Linked DNA regions of Drosophila melanogaster: all the other regions are linked to region 2. The links are chromatin contacts, called in public Hi-C maps. All regions are on one chromosome and are shown on one strand. The core of a region is the stretch at or near the end of the contact, and the rest is flanking DNA. Distances in the headings are between cores, read along the strand shown. Region 1 overlaps pan (pangolin). Region 2 holds the start of Ephrin (ephrin,). Region 3 holds the start of eIF4G1 (eukaryotic translation initiation factor 4G1). Region 4 holds the start of toy (twin of eyeless).

The links. Hi-C and Micro-C count contacts between places; a contact is called where the count stands out from the background.
Region 1: a contact with region 2 is called in a Hi-C map of the Kc167 cell line, with 1.9 times the contacts expected there. The contact joins the enhancer-like site here to the promoter of Ephrin in region 2. A contact is called at or near these places in 8 of 107 Hi-C or Micro-C datasets (the Kc167 cell line, the ML-DmBG3-c2 cell line, the OSC cell line and 4 more) and 1 of 6 datasets of contacts at active chromatin or transcription factors (the Kc167 cell line).
Region 3: a contact with region 2 is called in a Hi-C map of the S2 cell line, with 2.9 times the contacts expected there. The contact joins the promoter of eIF4G1 here to the promoter of Ephrin in region 2. A contact is called at or near these places in 18 of 107 Hi-C or Micro-C datasets (the Clone 8 cell line, the D17-c3 cell line, the Kc167 cell line and 8 more).
Region 4: a Hi-C map of the Kc167 cell line shows a contact between it and region 2, with 2.9 times the contacts expected there. The contact joins the promoter of toy here to the promoter of Ephrin in region 2. A contact is called at or near these places in 2 of 107 Hi-C or Micro-C datasets (the Kc167 cell line and the ML-DmBG3-c2 cell line) and 1 of 6 datasets of contacts at active chromatin or transcription factors (the Kc167 cell line).

What each region holds. Positions count from the first base shown.
Region 1 is chr4:111,571-117,145 of dm6, forward strand. pan (pangolin) reads left to right here. Exons shown (of 12, transcript NM_001258477.2): 12 at 1-2,700. Ank (Ankyrin) reads right to left here. Exons shown (of 12, transcript NM_001169348.2): 10 at 5,116-5,575; 11 at 3,688-4,434; 12 at 3,504-3,632. The coding sequence ends at 5,299. Among named protein-coding and RNA genes, the nearest start is that of Ank, 15 kb to the right of the region's middle. Within about 2 kb of position 2,746, at least 22 of the 39 cell types and tissues checked have an H3K27ac peak or open chromatin away from gene starts, as enhancers often do. A contact at or near this core is called in the Kc167 cell line, the S2 cell line and gut, where this site is marked.
Region 2 is chr4:570,214-575,663 of dm6, forward strand. Ephrin (ephrin,) reads left to right here and starts at 1,542. Exons shown (of 5, transcript NM_166771.2): 1 at 1,542-1,958; 2 at 3,400-4,215; 3 at 5,122-5,432. The coding sequence starts at 3,536. It overlaps ND-49 (NADH dehydrogenase (ubiquinone) 49 kDa subunit), which reads right to left and starts at 1,341. Exons shown (of 7, transcript NM_001272135.1): 1 at 1,322-1,341; 2 at 391-568; 3 at 196-320; 4 at 21-130. The coding sequence starts at 482.
Region 3 is chr4:927,736-933,466 of dm6, forward strand. eIF4G1 (eukaryotic translation initiation factor 4G1) reads right to left here and starts at 2,980. Exons shown (of 16, transcript NM_079901.4): 1 at 2,777-2,980; 2 at 2,345-2,396; 3 at 2,087-2,288. The coding sequence starts at 2,164.
Region 4 is chr4:986,030-991,800 of dm6, forward strand. It overlaps toy (twin of eyeless), which reads left to right and starts at 3,696. Exons shown (of 9, transcript NM_001382011.1): 1 at 3,696-4,473. The coding sequence starts at 4,223.

The sequences.
Region 1 (5,575 bases), core at 1,496-3,995, 460 kb before region 2:
TAAATTTTTAAAATTTTATTTGATTCACAATTGTAATTAAATTATTTTATTATAAGCAAAAATTAAAAATTGGTATATAAATTCAAAGCTAAAATGTTTTGTATTGATAAACAAGATCATCCCTAGACGTAGGGAGTTACTTGTAGAGTAAAAGGGTAAACTACAATCGATAATAGGTATGTAACGTAGCAGTATGCGTTTCCAAACCAAAAAATATCAGGATCGATAGCAGGTAGACATGGCCATGTCCGTGCGTCGGTATGAACGTCGAGATCTCGGAAACTATTATAGCTAGAAAGCTTAGGTTAGATATGCGGGATTCTACTGACGTCTGCGTTGACACGCCCACTCAGACTCCGACTTGAACTAGCATGACCACACTTCTGTTTTATTATTTGTGTGGCCAATTTCTATCGTTTAATCCGCCAACATGTCGCTAAAACTGAGACGCCCGTATTTTATACTATTATTTGATTTTTTATTGTTTTAATACTAATATAAATTTGTATACATTTATTAATATAAATTTATATCGATTTGCGAAATAGCTTTTAATTTGGTTTAATTTTACCTATTTGCCATAAAAGATGTTTAAATTTCTTGTACGCACTTCAACTAGCTGAGTATCTTGAGGAACTCGACTATAGAATTCTCTCTTGCTTTTTAGTTTAATACATGAATATTATACACCAAAATCACAGTTTATAATAGATTTTATATTTTACGAATTTTGAAGTATTCTTAACAGATTTTGAGCTCACATATGCATGCAATTTATTTGATCAACGTTTCAATATACACTTCGCATGCTGTATTTTTTTTCTAGTAATAAAAGATGTTTATACTTAAATTGTGCAATTTTTAAAAAATCATAATCATACATAATACTTAATTTCGGCTTCACCCCCGAAACTCTAATCGTTGTAATAATTACTAAAAAAAATTTACTATGATTATAAGAAAACAAATAAATTTTAAAGAAATGAGAGTGTCATAAGAATAATTATGATTACGCAGTTTCATAAAGTAAAATAATATGCTTTAAAAAAAAATAATGTGAGTAGGTTATTTTGGAAAACATTCTGGTTGCATTAAAATTTAACTTTTACCATTTATCTCCAACCGTTTTTAAGATTCATAACTAAGCTCGGCATTTGTACGATCCCAATAAATAAGTTAATGAACCTATATTATGAAACCAAAAAATTTGTGAAATTAATAAAAATAATTGAACTTTAAATTTACATCAAGTTTAGAAATTCAACAAATACACTGCTGTGATAAATCTAATTAACGATTTATATAGGGCTCTAGTCACATAGATACATATTATATGATTATAAATCTATATGTATATATGTATATGTATTTAAACGTGTACATACAGTTATGCACACATTTACATATATATGTATCAATCGTAAACATATAAATTTATTAAGAATCTGCGTTACAACAGTTCGGTGGTCATGATAATTCAAGCAAACTAACAAATCATATGTAATCAGAAGAATGTAAAGGCCATTGCCAATTTAAAAGACTGTTTAACACAAATTTTATACGTTTAATTCCAAAATTTATCAGTACACAAAATTGCTATATAATGCTTTAGTCTTTATGTTTAGTGCAAATCGTTATCTAAAATGTAATGTTAGTATAAAAATAAATATCATAAGCTTATTATTTTTCGATATTTGCGGTTCCATCGTGCTTCCATTGTCTGTGTTTTTGTAAAATATTGCTTTTTATTCAAACGACATCGCAACTTCATTTGTTTGATTAACAAATTCCTTATTATTTCATTTCTATAATTTGTGTAAAAATCAATTAAGTAACACGAGTAATACACTATAATAAAAGTACCCCATCAAATCAATTAAGTGGATCAACAACGAATATGTAAATATATGTTGCATATACATGAAGTATTCTATATAAATTCTTTTTATAATGTTAAAAATGAGTTTGTTTGCTTTTTTTAAGCTATAATTAAATATAAAATTAAATTTCATTTTTAATACTGCAATATTGGTCGACTGATGGATTCTTAGCGTAAGATAAGGTTTAGATAGTAGAAAGGGTTAACAATCGTATACTAAACCTACGCAGATATACAAATTTCTAATATTAAGATGATAGTAATCACAAATATAAGTTTAATAAAATAGTATGTATACACATAGGTAATAAATAATGTACGAAATATAGAAATAATGCAAAGATATTGAATAACAATAAAAACAAAATTAAACTATTAACTTTTTATATACTGACGCACGGCAGAATTATTGATGCAATTCTTAAATTTTTATAAGACGTGCCTTGCAAATATAGGAAATGTTACGTCGGTATGTAAGTTCATACACCCGAGTGCCAATTGGATCGTCGCAAGTCGCGCAAATTGATCCCCCCTTTTACCAAGGTCATTAAAAGTTATGTCATCCTTTTTGCCCTACAGCACCCTGTAAAATGTTCTCATTCTATTGTATTTGTCTTCATATTGTATATTTATTGAATAATTGCTGGCTTGTGCCATGGGCATACATTAAAAGATATAAAGAAAATTCGGTGACTGTGTTCCGTCAAACTTACCTCAATCCCATCCTGGGCGATGAGATCTGGACCCTTGATCCTGGGCATTTCTACATATTAGGTTGTAATTATACATACATATACACCTTCTCCAATATAGTACAGATTAAAAACATTTACAGAAAAACAAGCACCATCAAGAAGGTATTGTATATATATAAGTAGGGCCGTATGTATGCTTGTATGCAGTATGCACTGCGGCACGCTCCAGCTGCGGGGCCGCTATCTTATTCTCCGATTTCTCGTTCTCCCACTTGTTTTGCATTTTGTTTTGGTTTTTATTTTATATTTGTTAACATTTAAAATGCATGATTTCACTCTTAAATTTGTCACGGATTACTATTGCTAGTAATTACTATTACTATTATTAATTTTAATGCCATTTCCGGTTTAGGTTTGTGTCGGTGCATTGCTTAATTTGATCTGCCGACTCCGTCTTTTGATGATGTTTTCACATTTTGCATTTACTGCGATGGACGATGGATCTTCTTTAACGCATTGTGATAGGAAGCCTCTGTACAGATCTCTTCTACGCATTCGCCAGTTTCAGGAGCACTAGAAAAACTAACACCATGGCGATCAAATTAAGAATGTTCTTTGCGCCTAAGGTCTCGTCCATGTGGTAAATCAATTCCACGGCGGTGTTGTCAAAGGCCTTGGACTGCTTGCTCTCCATATTGGAACTTCCTTTCTACTGGTTGAAAATGTTTTTTTTTTTTTTTTTTTTAAATAATCATTCTATTTATTTTGGATTCAAAAGGAATCGTTCAGTCAATTCCTCTAAAACTTAACCTATTGTGTGTATAAATGTATATGAGACCAAGTGGTTTCTTAATTATTAAGTAGAAAAGGAAAAAAAAAGAATTTTTCTAGTTATTAATTACTTAATGTGTAATATTTTATACTATCCTCCGGGTAGGGAGATCGGTGGGGTGTACCCTCTTCAGCCTTCGGAGGGAGATGGGATTAGCTAGGATGTTTGCTAGTTGATTCGGGTGGACCATAAGCCTGTCGGCATAACGGCTGCTGTGAAAATTGATCTGATTGAGAGGGATAACTTTCAGATCTCTTTCGATTACCTGGTTTGTCACTTACCAGGGGAGCCCAGATGCATGGCTTGCAGCTCTCGACTGGACCACACGGAGCCTATTGAGCTGGGATTTGGCGGCAGTTCCCCACACCTGGATGGCATAACTCCACGTTAGAGCAAGTATGGCTTTGATTAAAAGAGCCTTAGAGCTCATTTGTAGTTTACTGGAGTGGAAGAGCCAGTCGAGCTTTTTTAGTTTCGCCAGTGACTTGAATTTGACCGACGTGATGTGGGCCCTCCAGGTCAGTCTCCGATCTAGATGAACTCCTAGGTAGCAGTGCGATGTGACATTGTTGACGGGGTTTCCATCAAAAGTCAGATCTGTGCAAGTTCCGGGCCGCAGGGTAAAAGTTACACAGGCTGACTTCGAGGAGTTAATGGCCACATTCCATTTGGCAGTCCATTTTCGACTGCATGCAGCCATTCCTGGACTGCGTTGGAGGTTGAAAATGTAGGTCCTTCTTCAATGGACTTCCTTAGCGACTTCTTTTTTTATCGGACTAGAGGACTAGGATAATATTTTACTATTTCCCCTATTTTGGGAGTCAATGCCCGACTGATGAACTTTGCCAATTAGAATTAGAATTTCCATGTGAACAATTGTGCCCGTTGGAATACCTATTTGACGCTCGTTATTTGTCGAGCTGCATTTTCTTTGTTAATATCACTCTACACTCCTCCTCCCTCTGTTTCAGATCCTTTGCTGCTCGATGTGTGACGCACGATGTTGCGTACGTAAAATAAATTTAGATCTGTCAGGGGAATTCGATGTAGTAAATGTAGTGGTAACGGGTAGAAATATTCTGAAACATTCTTATGTTTTATTCCTTTTATTCCTTAGCTTGCCCTACCGTGGGACCTTTAAGCTTATTAAAATCTACCCCTTGCCGGCAGTTGCTTTAATTGAGAAAACTTTAAGGAAAACTTTTACGTAATGAAGTGGCAAATAATGAAAATTTAGTTCTATGAAGAAGAATGTCGTGTATTTGATGTAATTTTTTAAGTGAACCTTAAATGATGGAACAAAAAGGTTCACATCAGATGACTGCAAACATCAGTCATATTTCTGATGGTATATCTGACTATAAATTCAAGCCACTTTAATCCTCCTTAATTAAATGAAGTTCAAAGCTATAAATGATTCAACAATTTATTTAATTAGTACGATTTTAAACTCTAAATTATAACACTGTTAATATTGTTTTATTATAAATTGCAAAGTAATACATTGAATAATAGTTCTGATTGTCAAGAAAATGTTAAATTTTTAGAAAACTTAATAAATCGACTTTAGGTAAATTATTTAAGATATCGGCAACTATTTCATGATGAATACCGCTCGATTACTCATCGATTACTCAGGTAAATCGACATTTCTCTAAAACAAAATAATATTATTTTAATGATTTCATGTCGTTATACACTTTAATTACCTGGTTTTCAAGTATTATAATTTGTTCTTCTTTCTAACGTAATGGTCAAATGTTAAGTATTGCATTAGTATCAATTTACTCCTTTTAGTGACACCTGCGTTGCAGTACATATATTTTATCAATACTAAACTTACCATCTGCGTTTTTAAAAATATCTTGCTAAGGACCTGTAGACTTTGTAAATTACTGTTCATAATCGCCATCTTTTTCAATTCCGGCAGTCGGCAAAACTTTTTCCGGTTGATGAGTGCCAAACTCTGCATTTTTAAAGCTTTTCTCCACTATATCTGAGCGGCCGATTTTGTAGAGGGCTTCAGCTAGTACATTGCCCGTCAATATGCCTCCATGTTCTAGCCATAGCTGTAACATTGCCATGCTCTGCTTTACGCTGTCGTTTAACAAAAATTCTGTTTTAACAAGATCGATATCGGCTTGGGAAACACCCAATACATTTGCAAGC
Region 2 (5,450 bases), core at 292-2,791:
GGTCGATTAACAGCTTAAACCTCTCCATCCAGCTCCAGCACAAGACGAAGGACTCCGTGGGCGGCGGGATGTTGTGGGCCGAAGTTCAAGGTCAGATTACGCACCGACTTTTCGACAGGCGTTACTTTGCCTAGTAGAGGAGGTAAGTCAAGCGATTAGTTCAAGGGTCAGTTTAATATTGGGTTACCAACTAACTGTTCCATGGTGGCACTGTCCAAAGTGATGTGACCTCGTCTGGATACATCACCGGGCCGCTAAACTGCTTCATGAACTCAGGGTCTGGATACCACTTGGCTGCTCCCCGTCGCGTCTCCTGAGAACTAAACAACGAGTTTCCAATTGGACAAATATAAATGATATATTCGAATTATGTAAGCATTTACTATTTACGTTAACGCGGCCGATCCAGCTGCAACAAGTTGTGGCCGCAGCCTCAAGTGTGAAAGTCCAGGAATCAACGTTCTTCTCATTATATTGGCCATCCTGATAGTCAAATTCCTCTATTTATGTTTCTTTAGTAACAATTCAGGAATCTAATACAACCAAATAGTTATCCGCAATCGGAATTCTATCCAAAAAATATCGAAAATTACTTTAAACACCGAATCTCGTACAGCTTATATACTATTTACACCAATAATATATCGCAGGTTGTTGCTTCATGAAAATGAAGTGCAAAACACATAAATTCCCTTATATATATTACACACTTTGTCATCCTGCTCGTTTACCCAAGTTTTTATTTATCTTTATATAATGTTATAAACAATAATTGCAATTAATTTTTCGAAGACCTGAATTTTACATCATCCCAATGAAGCGAATTTTGCGTTAATGGAGCACTATAAAAATATAATTACTAGAGATAATAATGATAGCTTCTGCAAGGCTAAACTTATATATCTTAGCAGTATCTCAGCAGAGCGAATGTGGACATTTAATGACTAAAAACAACGAAACTATTTAAATTCTTTAATTAACAATTGATTTCTGGACTTTTCGTCCGATGACTAAACTTAAGAAAACAAAATTATGAAAACTCTTTTAACTTGAACAAAAATTTTATGCAGTCAAGAACCGGTGCTAAGAGATAGTAACGTAAAAACGGATGATCGGACAGACGGTAGTGCTGACTCGGCTCTTGATACTGACCATATATATATTTACTTCAAATTCTTAACTCTTTCACTGGGTTTCAAACTTCTTACACCAATCAAAATAGGTTCGACACGGGTAATAGATAAATTTTAATAATTATAAAATTATTCTTAAAACATAAAATAGTGCTTAAGCCTAGCTAAAAAATTTACTAGGAACTTACATAATGGTTCTGCTACAACAAATGTCAAATAAAATCTTTATAAGACAGTTTCCTATCAATATGGTATGGTTTTTACTGTGAATATTACTTATAGTAGAAATTCGCATATGTTAAATTCAAAAAAAAAAAAAAAAACCAAACCATTTGACTTATATTATAAGATTATACGGGCCTTTGGAAAAAAATCGCTATCGATTGATTTGTAAAATTATCGATGCCCTTAAGTTTCTTTATACATCGAAAGTTAAAGTAAACATCGTTTTTTGTTCCAGCTCTAAACAAGTTTTTTTTATAGCTCTAGCTCTACAGTATTTATATAAATAATTCTTGTATGTAGTCCAAGTGTAGAAAAAACTAATTTAAATGAGCTGTTTTCGAGTATTTCTCTTCAGACAAAAACCTGTTTGGAACAATTTTTAATCATGTGAAAATGTAATTTTGAAAAAGATGTACCAAAAAAGGAAGACGGTGTTATGGGCATATATGTATATTTTGTGTTTTTATATGTCAACTATGTTATACCAACATATTTGTACCGGATTGTTAATCGTATCGAATAAGAATGTTTCCCCGAGAGTAAGATGTTTGTGTATATATAGAGTTTCTTCTGTCTCCTCGGAGAGTGTGTCGTCACTGTGTATGTATACAGAAATGTCTTTTGGTGTATACATACATATGTAATTGTATAATGCTGTTGGGATGTTTTATCACTTAAACATACAATTTTTAAGAAATATATTGATTGTTCCGTTATAAATTGAATGTCAAGAACTGCAGATCCGCTATATATTGTTGATCTTATGCCATGTTGATTGTTTATGACTATGAATGTTAAAAAATATATTAATATTTCGCCAAGCCATTACCAACCCTGTTTGTATAGAAAATGTACCATACATGTATTAAAATGTAGTATCCCACTTAAATTGATAATTGGTTTGCCGGCCTGTTAAATAAGTATTTTTGATCAATCAGGGTCGAATCAAATCAATTAGGCGGTTTCCAAAGTTAAAGCGAAGTACTTTTAAAAATCTCGTAATCTGTCAGGTGGCGGTAGTCAACATATAAATATTGTTGATCAGCATTAACAGCTGCTTATTTCGCCGACTGCCGCCGAACGCGGCGCAAACAGGATCCCTCAGTCTTAGGCTGTTTGTTTTAAAGATCAACTTGTATAAACTTTACATAAAAATATAAATACGCATAATATGCTACTGTTACATTAAAATGTTAACGCGTAATGATCTCAAAGCTTAGAATGAGTAGATATAATATGTAGTTAGATTTTGCAATGGGTAAACTAATTTCAGTCAGGATTGTCAACGAAGTAAAGGAGGAAATGTCAATAGAAGAACACATATTCTTGATCAGTTTACACAGCCATGTCGATATATTTTTTGTCTTTCTTTCCGTTTGCCAAACGACCTTCGAATTGAAGGTTGAAATCCTTTTATTTTGTAGTTCATATACATATACGGGTCGAAAAAGAATGCCGTTAAAGTATTGTTTCTTTTTTAACTGCCTAGTAAACTTTTTGACGAGATAAATTGAAAAGTATAATTCCGCTCTAAAAAAGTCGGGTTAAATTTTCTAAGAACCCTAGGTATTATATCAATTTCATTTTCAGTATCAAAATTTAATCTTGAAGAGGTGAAAACTAAGTCTACGTTAAAAAGAATACTAGACCTAAATCACAGATGAAAAAGAAACAATAATTTAACGGCCTTTTCAATTTAATTTTTTCGGATTGTTCCTATATATGCATATATATTTATATAGTGATATATATGCACAAAAGTTGTATTATTTAACTATTGTCATCAAAAATTAAATTGCACCTGACTTTATAACGCACTACATATAATTTACTCATTTATAAGAAATCTTTTAAAGGGTAAAGTAAACAACCAAACCGCATAGTAGTCTTTAGTCTGTTGGTGCGCTTCGTAACTATACCGTCCAAAGTGAGAAAATCATGTTACAAGTTACACTGCAGTTTCAGTGTTTTTTTTTTATGCCCAGAATTCGTACACGGCTACAGCGTTTTGTTGTAAAAATTGTTATTTTATTGATTGCAGATGGAGCAAGACACTTTGGTGCGGAATGACACAGATGTAGATGTAGCCAGTCAACATATTCTTATTTCGGAGGTTTATTGTATGCATTTAGCAAGAAAGCTACTAACGATCTAACATCGAAAACATTGCTGGCGGTATGCAAGAACGATCAAAGCAACTGCGTCTTACTGTTTCCTGGACCCAGTCAAAGTCTCAGATTCATGACAGTTGTCAACGTCGGAGCATGTTGGCATGTAAGAGGCGCTTAACTACCAGTAAAGTGCTTGAAGACTCACATCCACCAGTAGCTTTCCCCAATTGCAAATCTCACCGGCATCAGCAACAAAAGGAGAAACATAAAGTTCAGCTATACTCTGGAAAACCTTTAAGCATTAAGCTGTACGTGCCAGGAAGTATTGAGAGTATCCCAAAAATTCGACATAAGGCGCTTACGACAACGAATAAACAGCAACCAGCTATGCATCGAAAGTCTAAGAGCAAAAGCAAGTTTCAAGGTTTTAACAATCTCAAGCCGCTTTATTCACCGAGTAAAAGACAACCACCCGAGAAGCATTCATCAGTACTGGTGGAAGCAGGGATAGAATCAAAGGCATCACGGCATTTTGTTGGTAAAAAGAGGATTAAGAACAGAAACTGTTTGTTATCTTCGCCTCAGCCATCGCCAATGAGATGCAAAATGATGATTCCATTTCCAAAGTTTGGTGCCACATCCTTTGTTACGTTGCTCACTTTAATTTGTATGGAAACTGTTTTGCTCTCCACCATGTCTAGTTGCGCCAAGACTTTTTACATGCATTGGAACACATCGAACAGTATGTAAGTACTCAAATATAGTGGTATACTTAAGCAGCGGTATTATAATTTTATTGAAGTTAAAAATTGTAGATTTTTATTTTTCTCTACAAATGTATTATGTTTTATTACAATTATTACAGTTTTTAAGTCAGTAGTATGAGGATTATTATTATTCGTTTAGGGGATTTGTTATTTCAAATAAAATTTTCTTTCCAATAATAAGACTGCTGGCCAATAATATATTGATAAATTAATCCCTAATGTCGCGTATAAACACGCTGGGCTTTTATAAACTTTCCCAGCAATTAGTAATGCACATGAGTCATTTTCGATAGAATAACTATTGTCATAATTTGTTGTGCAAGTGAGCAGACGATGATTAGGCGATCCCATTGATCCCTAAGGATCATGATTAGTAACTTTTTTGGTAATCGCATCAGGGCATATATGGCCTACTCATTTTGTCTGGTTTTCTCTTTCTCGATATAAACATATCCATATCATCTATACCATCCATATTGCAATGGGACATTAAGTTTGTTAGGATAATGTTACTTCCAAAATCGGACAACAAACCCCAAAAACAGAAGACAAATGCACGTTTTCGTAGCCAAGGCATTAAACAATAAAGTCTAGATCAGATAAAAACAACCCAATTTTCCATTTTCAAAATGTTAACTTCAGCATTTTCATAAACTGTTGCTTAAACTATTCTGTGCGAACTATTTCAGCATTTTCCAAATCTAAAATTATATATGATATGTAGTTCCTTGAACCCTACGCGTTCAGTGCTCATCGTTACTATGTGTGATGTTTTGCACATTAATTGGCCCAAATTTGGTATTTCGATTTGCGCTTATTTATTGAAAATCGTTTTCTGACTTTCTCAAAACAAAATGTAATTTGATTGCACTCTTATATCCACAGATTTCGGATTGATAACACAGATCATATTATCGATGTTAATAAAGGCAATCTTGCATTTGAGTTCGATCAGGTTCATATAATATGCCCAGTATATGAGCCAGGGACTTTTGAGAACGAAACTGAAAAATACATAATTTACAATGTGTCTAAAGTGGAGTATGAAACTTGTCGCATAACAAATGCAGATCCGCGAGTAATAGCTATATGTGATAAACCTCAGAAATTAATGTTTTTTACAATAACTTTCCGGCCATTTACACCGCAGCCAGGTGGCTTGGAGTTCCTACCTGGAAATGATTATTACTTTATTTGTGAGTTCGTTTGCATTC
Region 3 (5,731 bases), core at 1,730-4,229, 360 kb after region 2:
TTTCGGTAACTGGATATGTTATAAATGGCAGTCGAATTCATATCACCCGAATTCAGTTGTCTACTATTTACTGTCAATATGCTTGAACCGTTACAGATAACCGATGACTGGGCTCTAACTGGTTCAGACGCAGATAAGCTTCTATTTACAACGTTTGTATAGCTTTGTTGATGCTGCTGTGTTTGCTGTGGGTGATGGATTGGTGGATGCTGCTGATTCGTCAAGTGTGGGGACTGTTGAGCGATCTGCGCTGATGCCTTAAGAATGGAGACCACATTGTATGCCTTATTTATCTGAAACTGAGGCTGAGCAGTGGGATGGCTATGCTGCGGTTGAAGAGGCTGATGAAGAGATTGTGGCTTTGAAGTTGGCACCTGTTGATCATACTTTTTGGTCTTTTTATTGGCTGGCAAAATCTACAACAGATCACAAGAGTGGGAACATTTTCGGACTGTAAAATTGATTTAACAATGATTAAAAAAAAATGTTGCCGAATATATAAGTTATAAAAACTATTAGATAATTGGTTAATCCTACTTTATTGCACTTAAACAAAGTATTAAAAAAACCAAAACAAACCCATTTAAAAATAAAATGAAACTGAGAAATCAAGAATCGGAATTTTGAGTAGTATTACACTTCTGCACTGTGAAATTTGAATATTATACTTATGCAGATTTTTTAATACTTTTCAGCCTCAAATTTTGTGATAAATAAATCCAGAATTAACAAATATATATAAAACATGCATTGGGTTTGATAATTTTATTAGGGTTTAGAGTTTTTGTCCTACGTCCCCTATGGACAAATAATGTTTATGGGATTTAGCTGTCTAACACAGTTCAAATGATAGATTACAAGATTAATTAATTAATAAAAAAAAAGTTGTGCGTACAAAATAAGAACACTAAATGATTAAAAACAATTAAACTATTATTTATTTTGTTATAGCTTCATTTAATTTTCCGACTGTTGCTCCTTAGTCGTCGCCGGCATGTTGACAATTAGCCTTAAAACCAAAGTTATACGCGGTCAAAAAACGGTGTATATCAAGTTGTCATTCAGAAATAAAAAGTATGAAGCTATTATCTTCTGGACTATTTTATATTTATTTTACTCGGCTGCTGATACTGATAAAGAATATATATATAATTTATATGGTCCCAAATATCTCTTTTACTGCGATTTAAATATATGCCTTATATCATTAAGCCCTTCAAAAGGACATCACTATAAAATACAATATCAAGTTGACATTTTATGAATAAAAACAACGAAACTATTATATTAGGGACTATTATATATGGACTGATTCTGTGACTTGGATATGTGAAATCATTAATCCTTTAAATCAATATAATAAAATACATTTCGAATATTTTTTTTCCCTTGGATAGATTAATCACAATGCGTTTTGAGTTTAGCTTTAAAATTACGTTGCTGAGTGTCTGCCAGTTACCAACAAACCAGATTCAGCATCCATTTTTGGAGCCACCGTTGAAATAAAAATTTTTTTAATTAATATTTTTACCGATAAAAACTATATGATTTATGTATGTTTGGAAAAACGCGGTTTTTTATAGTTTAGGTTTTAAATAAAGTACTTCATACCATGCCCGGAAGAGCTTCATTTATGAATTATGTAGCTTTACAGGACTAGAACAATTATTAGTATTCAATCAAGTTCGTTAAAAAAATTTTTAATTTTTTAATTCATTTAGTAAGTAACTTAAATAATTGTAATCGCAAACATATATTTTATAAATTTTTTAATTGAATTATATACCTTTTATACAAACCGCAATATTTATAAAACAAACATATAAAAAAATTCCACAAAAATAGCATTTTCTTTTTAAACTTTGCTGTTATTGTACGAGAAGTGTGATACTATCTTAATAGATTGTTTACATTGACTACAGCAGGCAAACTTATAAAAAATAGGTTTTAGCTCTTTTCGGAACTAGGAAAACATATTTATTTAACGAACTAATTTAAAACAATTGCAAGGAAAGTAATACAGCAAATAATGTCAAAATGTATATATGTAAATAATTTTGGAGATGTTATTTTTATATCGACTTACCATATTTTGTGCTGAATGGGGCTGCATGGCTTTATCTATATCTGATTGTGTTGGTAAAGTTGGTATAGCCTGTTGCATTACGTATGTGTATTCCTAGAGTTAGCTCTGTAGGAAATCGCCAAACGGTTAGATTTACCGTTTCATAGACGATTTCTGTGGTGATTTTGGACCCACAAATACGACGTCATTCAATCATTTGATTCTTTAATGAATATTAATGAATATTAATTGTCCACGTTTCAGTTCTGCATATTTTACCTGGAAATATATTGATATACAGCTACCAGAGAGGTCTCTGAAATTAAAAGAACTGACACGTATAAAATCATTAAATATCACAAAAGATTTCACCCAAATGTTTCAAAAATATAAAGTAGACATTTTGTAATTTATTAAGTCTAGAGCTGAAGCCCAGAGATAATTTCTATTAAACATTTGCCAATCCATCCTGGAGCCTTACTTATTTGCCGACGTTGCCGTTGTGACTTTGGAGATTTCGTTCTCACAATCACAATGGTGCATATGGTGAAAACGTGCCACGAATTCCATCGTTTACATCATTTTTAAAAAGTTAAGACACATTTCAGAATGTTAGTGGTAAAATCTTTTTTCCCTTCACTGTGCACAGTAAACTTGCAAAGTATCATGTAATATTTGTTGCCCAGTGCTCATTATTAACCATCAATTTACCTGAGCAAATGTTTGTATGTGCCTATCCGACGTGATTATGTACAAAAAATACAAATGTTAAGAATTCCACTTTAAGTGTATTTTAAAAATGTATTTATTTATAAAAATGAAGCAGTAATTCCAGCTTTATCTTTACATTCAAAAACTATTTTTTAATAATTTCCACATGCAATGTGTTCTGTTCATACGAACAGAGTTGCATTTATTATTTGAAACATCGATAGCACACAAGAAATAGTGATAACTGAAGAATATCATTATCAACGATAGTTAGGTCACATTTTTAAACGCTTCATCATTAATAATTTAATTTTTTGCTAACCATAAGTTTTTAAAAATAAAAAAAAAATCATATTTCAATGTTAATTATTTACTAAAACTACTTCATAATACGTTTATTCTATTGAGGTTTGCCAAAATTATAATAATGATTGTACATGCTATGCCAGCGTTCAATTCCTGATAATGAGCCCTTTCCGCAACATGGCTAAATAGATCATTATATCTAAGAATACAACATATGGGCAACTTTAAAACAAAATGTTAATTTCATCGTAATTAGGGTTTCTTGAACGTAAAATATAATTAGTTAATTATGGCCAAAATAAGACCCTTTCACACTGACTAAAATACATATGACAATAAAGAAATTGGTAAAAAACGATTCTATATTACATCAAAATATCGATAAATAAAAGAATTTAAATCAAAACAAAAATAATCCGTATTCAGACCCAATTATTTTATATTATTATTATATATTTTTTTTTTTTGGCACGGGTCCAACGGCGACACCTCCCGACCAACCGAACGAGGGGCGCTGCCGTGTATCGTACGCCTCGATTAGCGAGAGGATAGACGCGATATAAAAAAGAGAACAGGATCGAGGAAATGAATATAATATAAAATAACTATATTAAATATTACTGTTAGTAGGATCTAATCATAAAATAAAAAAAGGTAAAATCAATTGCTTTGTGAGCGGCAGAGAGTCAAGATTACAGATATTAGGATAAAGTCTATTATAATCAGAACATAATACTCTGTAAGGGTCACGCAACTCATAGTTAGATCTACAATGATTTAAAATAAGGAACTGAGAACTGAAATAAGGAACTGAGAACTACTACTGAGAACTACTTCGAACTGAGAAGTTAAGCCGACTAATCAAGTCAGAACTCTTAACATCCCCACGAATAAGCTTACAAATAAAGACTGTTCCAAGCATAGTTCTACCAAAGACACTAGAATAACAAGATGCGTAGCGGCCATACATTGGTTTGGCACTATGCAGCCAATTTTTTAGTGACGGCCAAAATTGCTCTCTTTCCGCTCGCTCCCGCTGAGAGCATAAGAAATCTAAAAATAGAATTTGCTTGCTTGTGTGAGTAAAAACAAGAGACGAGAACGCATATATGTGTGCGTGTTGTGCTAGAAGACGATTTTCGGACCGAAATCAATTCTGATCGAAAAAACGAATTTACATTGTACATATTAGGGTAGTTTTTGCCAATTTCGTAGCAATATGATAAAATAAAATAATTTTTAACTGACTATTATCATTTTAAAGCTTTTTAAATTTGTTTGTTAAAATCGCCGCTCGAATTAGCTACCGTTTACACATTTATATTTATGTTTAATTCTAATTTGTCTCTCATCTGACAATTTTTTAAGAAAGCGAAATATTTTTTTTTTTAAACACTTTTAATGTTAATGTTACATCATATAAAGTCAAATGACATAATAAATATAGTAAATAATTAAATATGATAACTGTTTATTGCAAAAGTCATATCAAAGACACTAGAATTATTCTAGTGTCTTTGCTTTGTTCATATCTTGAAGCACGAAGTACGGACACAAGCACTCAACAATCATTGCCTTATTAATTTTTCACACGCCGCAAGATGAATACTCTAATGACAAATATTCTTATATAAAGTCATTTTTGAAATTTATTTTTGTGATAATATGTACATAGATTTGGCTATTTCTAATCTATTTTCATATAATAATAACGTTAAGGCAATGCAAAACAAGAATTTTTCGCATGGTGCCAATTGATCAAAAATAATATAGATTTAAAGTCAAAGAACTTCTAAGGTGAAGGGCATATTTTGTGAAATTTACAATGCATGAGCGAGCATACGTGTGCACACATACAGTTGTCTGCTATCACTTTATGCGATGAAAAGAGCTGTTCGCTGTAGCACTCTCCGCTCTCTCGCTCTCTAACAAAAATTCGAGAGAGCCTGGAGCCACCTCTAGAGCCACGGCGAAAAAATCGTGTGCCAAAAAATCGTATGGCGTTACGCATCTTGTTATTCTAGTGTCTTTGGTTCTACGGTTAGCTAGGGACGGTAAATTAAATTAACGTAGTGTACTGGAATAAGGAGGTAATATACGGTTTGCATCCCACTTTAGGCGCCGCAAGCAAAACGTAATAAGTTTTTTTGGACCGATTCAATGCGGTCCGAGTGGACTGCGTATTGTGGACTCCAAACAGGTGATAGTGATCCGTACTCGAGAATCGGACGGACTAACGAAATAAATAAGGTTTTAGTCAATTAAGGATCATCAAATTCCTTAGACCACCTTTTTATAAAACCATGCACACCCCTGGCCTTATTGACAATAGACGAAATATGGTCAGAAAATTTTAGTTTAGGGTCCAGAAGACCACCAAGATCATCAACCCGTGTTATTCTCTCCAAAGAGTGCTCTTTGGGTGGGTGCCCACTTAGAGCGTAAGTCATAACGTTACACTTGGAGCCATTTAAGTCTAATACGTTATCACGGCACCATATTCGAAATCTGTCTAGATCGGATTGTAAGTCCAAATGGCACGAAGTGTCCTTGTGCTGAAGGCATAATTTACCATCGACTGCGTACATAGGTACACGCGAATGTTTTATTATTAAGAAAAGGTCGTTAATGAATAAGGTAAAAAGAAGC
Region 4 (5,771 bases), core at 2,446-4,945, 420 kb after region 2:
TTTTGAGAAATATTTTTCTTGCTAATATCTTTTTTAATACAAAAAAACGAAAAGCTACCACGCCTACAATTTTGAAATTTTTTAATTTTCTGTATTTCACTAATTTGCTTCCATTGATATTTCTAATGAATTTCTGCCAAGTCGACAAACTCGACTATAGCGTTCTTTCCTGTTTTACCTTATATTTAAAATAATATATTATTTTGTTCAAACAGTGTTGTTTAACACTAAATAAAATTGGTCCTTCGATTAAATGTAAACAAAACGCGAGCCCTTCTATATGCTGTACAACAAGTGTTGTTGACAGCATCATTTCCGCATTTCATTTTGTGTCATTAATTTTGGAGTCGGAGAAACCGCATTGTGAAAAATAACAGCTGATCCCCCCTTTCCCTTTTATTTTGTGCTCGGCATGTTTGTTCGAATCGCCGACTGGAACTAAATTGTGACATGTGATAAGAATTTTTCAGATAAATCTCGATTTCCCGACAAAGTGTAGGCATATGTATGTATGTATCGAGTACTTCATTTTCTTAACGCACTGCTATTTAAAAGTAAGTTATTATGGTTTTAAGTTGTCTCAATAATAAAATGCGTTAGGAATTTCGTTTATTCAATGCTATGCTGGCAACCCTGACTTTAACTCTATTGTTGTTCATACATATTTAATGCTCATAAAATTATACATGGGAATTGTAACACTTGTTCCTTTTATGTAATCTTCACAACTGCGCCACTTGTCACAAAAATAAACAATTGGTTATTTTTTGAAATTAAACGTTTACAATTAAAGCGTCAAAACTGTAACGCAGCGACCAAGGTGTATATTCAGTGCGTCGTGGGAGAAACGTGCTCTGCGATTGAAATACCTGTATACCTCCTTAGTTATGAGTATCAAATTTTGTTATTAAGTGTTGTTACTGTATTTAAATTAATACTGCAAAGGACTAGAATTAGAATAATGACATAAAAGGCGCAACTTATAAGCCACATATTTTAACAAATATATTTCAAATTATGTCCTTGACTTGCAGAAATATTCTTAGGGGCTTATTTTAGAGTAACTCTCAGCAGGAGAATAATAATGTTTGGACTATTAAGCCTATAGAGTATGAGATTAGGCATGTATAGTATGGATACGATTACGGTGTGCAAGTTTGGTTTAAAAGGTTGCCACGCCCAGTGTAACGGTCCAAACCGCGCAAAGCTGTTACTCACGCATGTGAAAATTGTTTGACTTATATTTCATTTCATTATTTTATCTTGTCAATTCCAATACATTTGACAATTAAAAGTTAAAATATCTACGCTGCGCTACCACTAGCTGAGGTGATCAACTATAACCTACTCTCTTGTGAAAGAAGCAGCGCAAGTTTGTTGACCCATGTTGCCACGCCCACTCTACCGCCCACAAACCAGAATATCATGAATATCATATCATCATACTAGCTGAGTAACGGGTATCTGATAGTCGGGGAACTCGTGTTCTCTCTTGTTAAATATAAAATATTACTTAATCACATATTTTTATATAACCAATCCAAATTGAACGTATTGTCGTCTGCCTTCACTATTAATGTAACTGTGGAAGTATGCGAAGGTAACTACTTCGACTTATGCACTAAGCAAATGGTACCGAAAGAGAAAAAAGAAACTTGATTAAATGAAAGACAGGTAAAAATACCGAGATGGAATAAAATTTTTCCCGGCTTTCTCATACCTGTTACCTAGCTAAATTAAGCCACCTCTAAGGGAGAGATTCGCAGAGCGCCAAGCCCTCTATTCACCTAGCGACCGTTTTCATTTCGTACAAGTCTATTTATATATGATTATTAATTATATTTATACATTTATTTTAGCGTTTATTTTATCGAAATATTTTTCGGAAGTCTGGGCCTGTCAGCTCTGGGCGGTTTTTGGGCAAATCGATAAAAATGTACAAAACTAATACAAATATGATATAATTTCAAAACATTTTTCAAAAGTGTGGGCGTGGCGGTTTTGGGCGATTTGTGGGAGTTGACGATATGGGTCAACAAACTTGAGCCGCGTCTATGTCTCTAATCTATATGCCTAATCTCAACCTGTTAGCTTATATATTTCCTGAGATTTCGACGTTAATACGGACGGATAGGGCTAGATCGACTCGGCTAGTGGCCCTGACCAAGAATACAGATACTTTATGTAGGCGCTTCCTTCTGACATTCTATTTTACACATTGATAAAGATATTGAAATTAAAAAAACATCAAACAAAATGTAGGCTTTAGAGTAGACGTGGCTAAATTATTGTTTAGCATATCGATAGAGACTCTACTAGTAAGTAGGTACGCAAGAAAAATCAAATATCATGAGTGCAAAATTTAATGGTTATATGCATTTGTTGCAGCCCAGACACTACGCTAAATAATATAAATTAAGGTATTTTCACACATTCCAGGAAAATCAGATTCGTCACCTTTACAATGCGCCATGAAATTTTTGGCACACGCAATAGGAATGACAAAAAGGCGATTCAAGAATATGCCCCTTTGAAGAAGCCCAGCACACTGGATGCCGGCACTACAATAATGGAAATTGTGGTGGAAGGGGAAATAGATTCGTTGATGCGTGTGACTTCAAAAATCCAAAAAACGTGTCGGACAGGATGTTGAGAGCAAGTAAGCTCAGTGGTGGCTTTTTGGGGTGGTTTAGGTTTTGAATGCTGTTACTTGGGGGTTTAATTTCTGTAAATAATAGATATCGAAAATGTAAATACAAGCAGAAGTAGCAGAACAGACAATTTATGTATTTACATATTTAATATTTTGTATAGATATACAACAAAAAATTTACAAATACTAAATACTCTTTAAAGTTAACAATACAAACTTCATCTCAAGCCCAAGTCACGCAGATCACGCTACAGGTAAGGCAAGGCATTTTGAACTCCTGATACTGTTTGACCTTCCTGAATACGTTTTTATTGCTGTTCAATTTTAAATTTAAATTAAAACTAATAAAATGCACTCATAGTTTTTATATGTGAATGTATTTTTGTATATTAACACAACCGACATCAGAAATATAATAATACTTAACGTAAAGATGGGGAATTGATACAGGGCAATAAATAACTAGTCGTTCTATACTTTTTTAAAACAAAGGTATGGCAAACGATTAGATTGTATGTTATTCAGAATGATCAGATTCTTAAACTTTTGGATACATGGTTATATAATCAAATATTTTAGGGATTAAGTGCATTAAACATGATAAAATATCATCACAACCAAACATATGCATACAATGATGAATAAGACTTACACATATACACAACCATCTATGTTTATATAAATTCAGTTTTATTTTCCAGCGTTATTATCGCTGAATCCATAATGTTAAAGTTGCCCACGATATATTTAACAACCAACCAAAACTTCAAAAAGATTTTCAAGCGGATAGGGTACACTTTTCTTTCTTCCATAGCCGTCTCTTTCCTACGCAACTCCTATTTGCCAGATGTGCGCACGATGGATTTTGTTGTAATGCCTCTCTTCCTCATGTCTCTATAGCTATCTCTTTTCACGGCACGGAAAACAGCAACGTTGTTAGCTATCGCTGACTGCAAATGAAAAGAGACAACTAGAGCAACGCCGCCAAAATGGCTGGCCGATGTGTTAGCCGTTGCTCTTGCCAGTGTTTTTTCGCATGAGAGCTCATTAACGTTTCGCTTGGCTAAGTGCGCACCTCGTCACTGAAACCAGTTAGCAAAAGAAATTTTTGTTCAAGCTTAAACCGATACCTACGTCACTATTCGATCATTTTGAATGCAAATTATTCCCAGATTAATAAACTAGGTCGCCATCCGTGGCGCTGCCGCCGGGCTGCGGACCCGTACTTTCGACGGAAAATATCGGGACCATTTTCATAAACGATCTATGATACAGTTTTAAAACACTTTAACGCTTTCCATCGTGCACACTTAAAACAAAACTCATAAAGTGAAAGTTCATATCCTGGCAAGTAAAAAGTGATAAATGTTAAAACGTCTGAAGTGATAGTCTGGAGTTTGATTACCAGGTGAAGAAGATAATATATATGGGATGTACAAAGTTGGCAACGAAGCCCCCCTTCTAACAACAATGAAAAAGGGAGTAATCCTACTTTCTCACTTTCAATAATAAACATACGCACGTCAGCCACCGTCGAAGTCTCCAACGCCGCATTAAAAATAATTAATTATGATGCTAACAACTGAACACATAATGCATGGGCATCCCCACTCGTCAGTCGGGCAGAGTACTCTATTTGGGTGCTCCACGGCGGGCCATAGCGGAATAAATCAGCTGGGCGGCGTATATGTTAATGGCCGGCCACTGCCCGATTCAACGCGTCAAAAAATTGTCGAATTGGCTCATTCCGGCGCACGTCCTTGTGATATTTCAAGAATACTACAAGTGTCCAACGGTTGCGTAAGCAAAATTTTGGGCAGGTGAGGCATTTCGAGTGCATAATGACATTTTCTTAACTAAACAGGAACTACGAAAGTAGCCTCCAACAAACAAACTGCTCAGCTAAAATTTCTGACTTCGGACTTTATTATATAAGCACTGCGTTTAAACCAGGGAGTGATATTAAATTTGGAAAATATGAAAGATTCGATTATTATACCCGTTACTCAAAGAGTCAAAAGGTATATTAGATTTGTTGAAAAGTATGCAACAGGAAGAAGGATGCGTTCCCGACCATATGAAGTATGTATATATTCCGTCTGTCCGTATGAATGTCTCGATCTCAGGAACTATAAAAGCTAGATGGTTGGAATTAGGCATACTGATTGTAGAGATATGGACGTAGCGCAAGTTTGTTGACCCATATTGCCAACACTTTTAAAAAAAGTGTTGATTTTTAATCGTTTTATTGTTTGTCTTCTATCGGTATACCAAAAACACTTTCGCCACACCCCTTCTTACACCAACAAAACGCAAAAAACGGATCCCAGAAAAATAACACAATTTTGCTTTCGTATTTAGTCGTATAGTCGGGGAATTCGACTATAGCATTCTCTCTGTTTTTGGTAAGTTAATGGCCTTACTAACGTTTCAGTAGTTTCTATATGCATAAGATCCGAATGCCTCCTAGTCTATTTCGTATCAACTAACCAATGATCGTAAGACTGCGTATGATTAAAGAGAACTTGCTTAGCATCTGTTTTGCGAGTAGCCAAATTTGTTTGTTGGAAGAACCTCTTTACGGCGTTATTGGTGTCCGTATTGCAAGTGCTGTCCATTGTACAACACTAACAAATACATTTCTCCCCTGGCTTCTAATTAATACTTATGTTATTTTGTTTAGCATATATTCTATATTCAATCCTATATGCCATTCGCAAAATATTTATATACCGGCTGCATTTAACTAATTTAATGTCTACAACTGAAAGTGTTGACTGTTGACGCTGAGGTTTGCTTATAGTTTTTATTATCTCGACGCTAAACATTTCGACGGCGTTTAGCATTGTCACCACTAATGAATCGCTGCGCTTTTCTTTTTACAAGTTGCAGCTCGCATTTACAAGCACTGCACTCCGAATTGTTTTTTTGTGCTCATCTAACATTTTGGAAAGAGGATTTTTCAATCAATACTAGAGGAATGTCCTTTTTTACTTTACTATAAGCACTGCTCTTCCCGAGAATATTTACGGCTTTCGACTACTAAGTTACATAATTGGAACTAATCAGATATTAGCAGTTCTATTATAAATACTTTAGAGTAAGAAAATCAATGATT